2 separate regions of the Mus musculus genome follow, and region 2 is linked to region 1. Evidence: chromatin contacts called from public Hi-C data. All regions are on one chromosome and are shown on one strand. The core of a region is the stretch at or near the end of the contact, and the rest is flanking DNA. Distances in the headings are between cores, read along the strand shown. Region 1 overlaps Rbm20 (RNA binding motif protein 20). Region 2 overlaps Rbm20 (RNA binding motif protein 20).

The links. A called contact is a pair of places that touch in the nucleus more often than the background predicts.
Region 2: a Hi-C map of liver shows a contact between it and region 1, with 2.4 times the contacts expected there. The contact joins two enhancer-like sites. A contact is called at or near these places in 1 of 39 promoter capture datasets (the 3T3-L1 cell line), 15 of 484 Hi-C or Micro-C datasets (the 3T3-L1 cell line, 3T3-L1-derived adipocytes, the AML12 cell line and 9 more), 9 of 115 datasets of contacts at active chromatin or transcription factors (CD8 T cells, acute myeloid leukemia, embryonic fibroblasts and 6 more) and 2 of 9 other capture datasets (adipose tissue and pancreatic islet).

What each region holds. Positions count from the first base shown.
Region 1 is chr19:53,779,731-53,782,952 of GRCm38.p6, reverse strand. The region is part of intron 1 of Rbm20 (RNA binding motif protein 20); the gene reads right to left. All of the region lies in intron 1 of Gm30890 (a long non-coding RNA gene), which reads left to right. Among named protein-coding and RNA genes, the nearest start is that of Gm30890, 5.7 kb to the left of the region's middle. Within about 2 kb of position 1,537, at least 26 of the 459 cell types and tissues checked have an H3K27ac peak or open chromatin away from gene starts, as enhancers often do. A contact at or near this core is called in 3T3-L1-derived adipocytes, adipose tissue and liver, where this site is marked.
Region 2 is chr19:53,851,348-53,854,990 of GRCm38.p6, reverse strand. Rbm20 (RNA binding motif protein 20) reads right to left here. Exons shown (of 14, transcript NM_001170847.1): 11 at 3,175-3,643; 12 at 1,356-1,487. Among named protein-coding and RNA genes, the nearest start is that of Gm41863, 7.2 kb to the left of the region's middle. Within about 2 kb of position 2,185, at least 130 of the 459 cell types and tissues checked have an H3K27ac peak or open chromatin away from gene starts, as enhancers often do. A contact at or near this core is called in 3T3-L1-derived adipocytes, adipose tissue and liver, where this site is marked.

The DNA of each region.
Region 1 (3,222 bases), core at 288-2,787:
ACTACCTTCCAAATATCTCTCCTTATCCCCAGATACATGTGGCTCTCTGCTAGTCACTACTGCTTTGGTGAGGGATGTTGATAATGGTGGAGGAGACTATGCACTGAAGTGAGGCTGGGATGTACGGAAAAGCTGTACCTTAATTTTTCTGTGAACTTGTGTAGCCTTTAAGGGGTGCCCATGTGCTGTGGGAAAGCCTTGCTCCTCACTGTCCCCCGCTTTCCAGCATCCAACAGCAATAGTTTTCTATTTGAACTTTACAATTTTAATGCTTTCACCCAAAATAGCCCTGTTTATAACTGAATGCAAAACTCATAGGTGAGTTCCTTAGACAAGTACATTACGCTTATCATCATGGGTGTTGGAAATGAAGTCTGATGGGATTAAATGGTTGAACCAAAGTCATGGTGACTTCACCTAGACAGTTTGGAATACTTTTCAGGTCGGTCTGTCTTTCCTGTCTTTCTTTCTTTCTTTTTCTTTTTTTCTTAAGATTTGTTTATTATTATACATAAGTACACTGTAGCTGACTTCAAATGCACCAGAAGAGGGCATCAGATCTCATTACTGGTGGTTGTGAGCCACCATGTGGTTGCTGGGGTTTGAACTCAGGACCTTCAGAAGGGCAGTCAGTGCTCTTATCCGCTGAGCCATCTCACCAACCCCTCTTTTTTTTTTTAACATATTAGTATTTTTGTATGCGGTGTGTATGTGTTCAGATGAATATGGGTCACTGTGTGTGTGTGTGTGTCTCGCACGCACACGCGTGCACATGTGTGTGGTCCGAGGTTGACATCAGTTATCTTCCTCAGTGGCTTTCCATTTTATTTATTAAGGCAGAGTCCCTCCCTGACCCCAGAGTTGCCCAATTCAGCATATCTAGCCAAGCTTTCAAGGGACCGTTTTTCTTTGCCTCCCAAGTGCTGGGATTACATGTGGCCTGCCATGCCTGCCCAGCTGTTATGTAAGCACTAGAGATCCCACTTCAAGCCTTATGCTTACAATTACTTTATCCACTGAGCTTTCTCTCTAGTCTCCAGATTTTATTTTTTAAATTATTTTCAGTTTATGTGTGTGCTTGTGTAAGCTCGTGGGCACCATTGCATGGGAGTCTGCAGAGGACAGAGACAGCACTGAGTCCTCTGGAATTGGAATTACCATCATAATGAGCCACCAGGTAGATTCCAGGCACCAAACTCAGGTCCTTTGTAAAAGTGACAGTCACTCTAGACTTCTGAGTTACCTCTCTTCCGTCCACCAAATTTGATTTTTATTGCCTCCACATACACACTCATATATCACAAATACTGAAAAATTTCTCAGTTTTATAGATAGCCTAGAATTGAGCCTGCCTCATCTTGCTGCTATGTAGTCTACACATATTTATAAAAGATTACCAGTAGCCACAGATGTATAAGTGTGTAATTACCAGTGCTTTTGCAAGACTCTAATATTTATGCAATCATGCAACACAGTGCCCCAACAATGGGGATTAATGTTAGCAGGACCTACAGTCAGGCCTGAGCTTGAATTTGGCTTCCCAATGAGATGTTTGCCAAAAACAATGTTGCTGCTAAGATGGGGGTGGGGGAGATGTACCCTGAAAGGACTGGCCTGACCAGAAAACAGAATTAGCGTCCCTGGGATAGAGGAGGTGCCACGCGATGCCTGGTAAAGGGGGAGGGAGACACATAAGTAACAAGTAACGGCACTGGGCACTGGTTTAAGAACTAAATCTATGAAGACTTTTTAAGAAACCAATTTTATCTTAATAGGATGGATTTCAAGAGCAACTTCCCTTGTTGCCAATTTTCTGTATAATTTCTCAACAACTTCCATAAATCACAAGATTTCAACACAGGTCACTGAAATGGCTCTGGCAAACCCTTACTCCCCTCCCCCAACCCTCCCCCGCTCCGGGGCCACCCCCCCCCCCAAGTCCCTTTCTCTCTATTGATTTTACAAACTTGAACTTGTCACTTGAACTCTTAGCTGAGGTCGTTCTAGCCACACAGGTCAGCAATCTAGCGGCAGAGCTTAAAAGTTATGAAATCAAATCCCAGCGTGAGCCATGGGGCCCACAGCTTTTAAAAAGGTTGCTGTCTTCCCACTTCTTAGAAGACAGTATTGATATGTAGCCCAGGCTGACCTTTGACCCATGGCCCTCCTGCCTCAGCCCACTGGGTACTGAGACTACAGGTTACCTCACCGTGCCTGGAGTGTCCAAGTCACAGATGGTTGTAATGCACAGGTCCTACAAAATACTGTGCAAACAGCGAGGAGCCCCAGTGGACCTTCGTTTCTCAGGCCACCTTCCAAAGGGGAAACCTCAAGCCCAGTGAAGAGTTTCCTTCACCAAGAAACAGAAATGACAGAGGAAAGGTCAGATTCACACTTAGAGAAACGAGGTTTCTTTATCCACTGCTGAGTTCCATGTCCAACCCTGATATGACTGACTCTCAAGTCAGACTTAAAATTGAGTATCTTAAGACGCACTCTTCTTGGGTTGCAGAAATAGCTCAGTCAGCAAGGTGCTTACTGGGTAAACACACAGTCCTGAGTTTCATTACCAGGACCTGTGTCAAAGGCAGCCTTGGTCTCCAAAGGCATAAAGATCCCTGAGGCCACTGGCAGGACAGTATAGCCCAACCTGTAAACTTCAAGCCAGTGAGAGACCCTGTCACAAAAATACAAGCTGCCAGGGGCTAGAGAGATGACTCAGAGGTTAAGAGCTCATATCGCTCTTGCAGAGGACCCAGGTTCATTCCTAGCACTGACATGGTTGTTCATATCTACCTATAATTACAGTTTCAGGAACCTGATGCCTTCTGGCTTTGGTAGACTTCTGCACATATGTGGTGCACATACATTCACAACTGGCATACACACACACACACATGCATCCATCACTTATTTAAGATAACCAACATCTTGGCTTTACTCTCCTCAGGGACAGTTAGCAGTGATAAGGACAACTATATAACTCAGTCACAATGGAAGGGCACGAACGTCTTTATCTTTGAATCTGTCTATGGGCAAGAGACGTGCTGTCCTATATCACAAATGAGAAAACTTAAGCAAGGCTTCAGGTGAAAAAAAACATTCCAAGGACCCTATCTTCAAATTACCAGGTTCCAGAGAATCACCTTAACCAAAACGCAGGAACCTCTGTAGGCACCCATTACTCCCTTCTCGCACGTCATACCTGGGTATATTCCTTGG
Region 2 (3,643 bases), core at 936-3,435, 71 kb before region 1:
GCATAGCAGCACACTCCTGAAACATCAGCATTGGAGGGCAGAGAGGGGCAGATCCCAGGACATGACTTGCCAGTCAAGCCGTAAGTGCCTGACTCAAGGACATAAGGTGGGAAAGATAGAGGAGGGTCCATCTGATAGTCCTCCGGACTCCATATCACATGCACCAGTACACATGCCTACCCACACTCATGTGTACGTGCCACACATGCATGCACACATACATATATATATATACACACACACCTACATACACACACATATACATACACACATACACACATATACACACATACACACACATACATACACACACGCACACATAAACATACATACTCACACACATACACACATATACACACATACACATGCACACCACATACACATACACACATGTAAATTTTGTTTGAGAGATACTATGCAGCAATTCTTTAAGAACAAGATTTGTCATTTCTCAAATCTAATTCTATAAAATGGCATACTGAGAGTAAAGAAATCCAAGAAAAGTAATGGAAACAAGGCTGGAAAGAACAAGCCTACACTGGTGGGTCTTCCCTGGATGATGACATGTCATCAGTTTGTCATGCTTCCTTGTGACACTTTCCCAAGTGTCCCCTCTGAACAGCTAGCTGATCCTCTTTTACCCCTTTAGCCCCCAATCTTTCAGAGTCAATGCAGAGCTCACAGATCTTGGTCCAGGAGGTTCTTGCTAATACACCACCCTGACACTTCCATAATTGAAAACCCACCTACTGCTTCAACCCCTGCTATTGATGAGGAGACTGAGGCTCAGGAAGGCAAGACTTGTCTGAAGACACAAGAACATCCATGACTAGATGGACAAGGGCCTGGGTCTCTTCCCTGTACCCTCTGTCAACTTCAGTCTATTCAGTGGCTCTCGGAGACTCAGAAAAGCAGATCTATCAAGGAGAAAAGTCACGGAGAACTGTTCTGAGACAAGGACACGAGGGAAGAGAGCAGAGAGGGCGTTCATTTTAGTTGATGGTTTGGAAGTAGCTGGACTTCTGCTTTCCTGCCTGAACAAGGCCTGGGCTTAAAGTCTCTACACAGTCAAGAAGCAAGCACTCCCTGACAGGGAAAGGTCTTTTCTAGTAAAATCTTAATGCTGTGCTGTCCACAGCTTGGTCACCTAGGTATCAGATCTACCCCAGTGCCTGAAACCACAAGCACCTTTACCATCTTGCAGATCTGGGCTTCTGCATCATACCTTTGAAAGCAAAGACAACACAAAAGCCAAGACAACACACTGGCAAAGGCCCTCTTGAGCTTCTCCACACTGCTTTAGAACTGCCACTTCCTGGAGCTGAAATCCAGGAAGGGCTGTGGACTTCACCTACCTAGAGGAATGCTAAGTTCACTGAACACCTCCGGTTCCCAGGAAGGCAAAGAAAGGGGCTCTTTCAGCTCCGCTTCGGTGAATTCTGGCGATCTCACGTTCAGAGATTTCACTTCCATGTACCTGGGGTTTTCTGCAAAACATGAGCCCGTGGGATGGGGGATTGGAGATATACACACACACACACACACACACACATACACACACACACCACTCTGGGTCTCAAAGAGTCCCTGTAATCCTGCCCAGTGTGCTGTGTGATTGGGAATTGTCCCTTGGACTGCTTAATCACATGGTGCTGGGGGTAGGACCGCTAATTAGAACCAAAGTGCTATAATTAAGAGCATTTTTCCATTGCCAAAAAAATGCCACACACAATAAAACTTGGCACATCTTTGTACTTGGCACACAAGGATGGATTGTTAATGCCTTCACTTGGATGGTCCGCCCTCCATTACCCCCAAAATCAGGATCACTCCATCTCTACCAGCCGGAGGATCCTTGAAGGGCGGAAATTATGCTGACATCTGCTAAGGGTGGCCAAAGAGGCCACGCCGACATCTGCTAAGGGTGGCCAAAGAGGCCACGCCGCGTTTACCCCACGCTCGTGAAGCAGCACTGTTAAATGTGAGGCTCCAAATACTGGGAAAGTTAATAAACCCTGGAGACTAGCACTGGCTCAGACCCATATCACAAAATAAAAGAGGCTCCGTCAGAGCCAGTGAAAATGCCAGTGCGTTTTATTTATGCCTGCTGGAGATGGGCTGGGCCTCTGTTGCTCTAGCAACAAGCAGGCTGATCAAGGAGGTTTCCATGGAGACTCTGATCCCGGCAGGTGAAAGACTGCTCAGGTCAACTTGACATGGAAGAAAGCCCAAGCCTCGGGCCACCCACCAGCTTGTGCTGACACAAGGCTCTGGGTTGGAATGTTTATTTTCTGGCCTTTCCTCTATATTTTCTGCTCTACTAGTTTTACTTCAGCCTTGGTGATGCTGAGAACTTTCTGTAAAATAAATCTCTAGTTTATTTTCACTGTTAAAGAGTCTTAAGAAATACTCACCCACCCTCTACTCTCCACCCCACCCCCTTACACACACACACACACACACACACACACACACACACACACACACACCCTGGATGGATCTGTTTCCATCTGGCAGAAAGGCCATGGCTTAGCCCATTTTAGGCTCCTTAGTTCATGATGTCACAGCCCTGAGCATAGACACAACCTCACCTCCAGTAGGGTGTTTCTGGGATAAGTCCTGCTCCACTATCAGACCCTGGAGAAAAGTGGGTCTGAGATAGTTAGAAGGGAAGCAAGCCCTTTACAAAGCCATCTCCCTCCCCGTGTGTCATTCTCTCTCCACCACCCCGTTCCGTACCTCCCCCCCCCTCCCGCCGCATCTCTCCTTCCCCCCTCGCCCCCGCATCGCAGAAATAATTGCCAAGGGTTTCCACCATTCAGGAAAGGGTGGCAGACCATCAAAAAGAACCCAAGCTTTTTTGTAGTAAAAACTCAACCTGATCTTAGTTGCCCATGCCTAGGTGGGACCCCACAGTGCAGAGAAATCAAGTCGAGGTTATTCCCGGAACACAGGGGGCGCCTGCTGGATTTCTTCTACACTATTTGCTTTAACATTCTAGCCAGGCCTTCGGAGGCTTGCTTCTATTAGTACTTAACTTTCTGTCTTGGCCTTAAGTAACTCCCATCTATCTGTTCCAGCCTGCACATACCCACATGTCCTGAGGGACGCGGTGGTCCAGTCCACCCTACCACCCATGAGGGAGAGGAAGGTAGCCACCCTCAGCCAACACACCTCGGCAAGCCTGGCTTTGGAGGTCGCTTTCAGTAGGTGGGCTGGCTTTTCCTTCCAGGGGGCTGGCTTCATGAGACCCATCTTCTGGGGACCCCCTGGCCTTGCAGTCATCGAGAAAAGGGCTGGACTGCCGGGCCCGCTCATCTGCTGGCTGGGGGGAGGACATTTGCTGCACTGCAGGGGCCAGACTCACATCTGAGTCCTCCTCTCCTCTTGCCTCCTTCTCGTAGCAATTTGAGACCTCCAGTGAGAGGCCTGTCTCGCTTTCAGCTGGCTTCCGCTCAGCATCCAGATTTAGGCCAGGCATCTCCAGGTCCGTGTCATTGGGACAGCTTGCGGAAGTAGACGGCACTTGTCCGGGCAGCTTCAGGCTGAGTTCTGCGTCTCCGTTCCCTAGGGTCTCTCCCTGCTTGGTGAAATCTTTGGCCAAGTCCAAACCTAAGGTGGCCGTTACACAGGTACATATTTT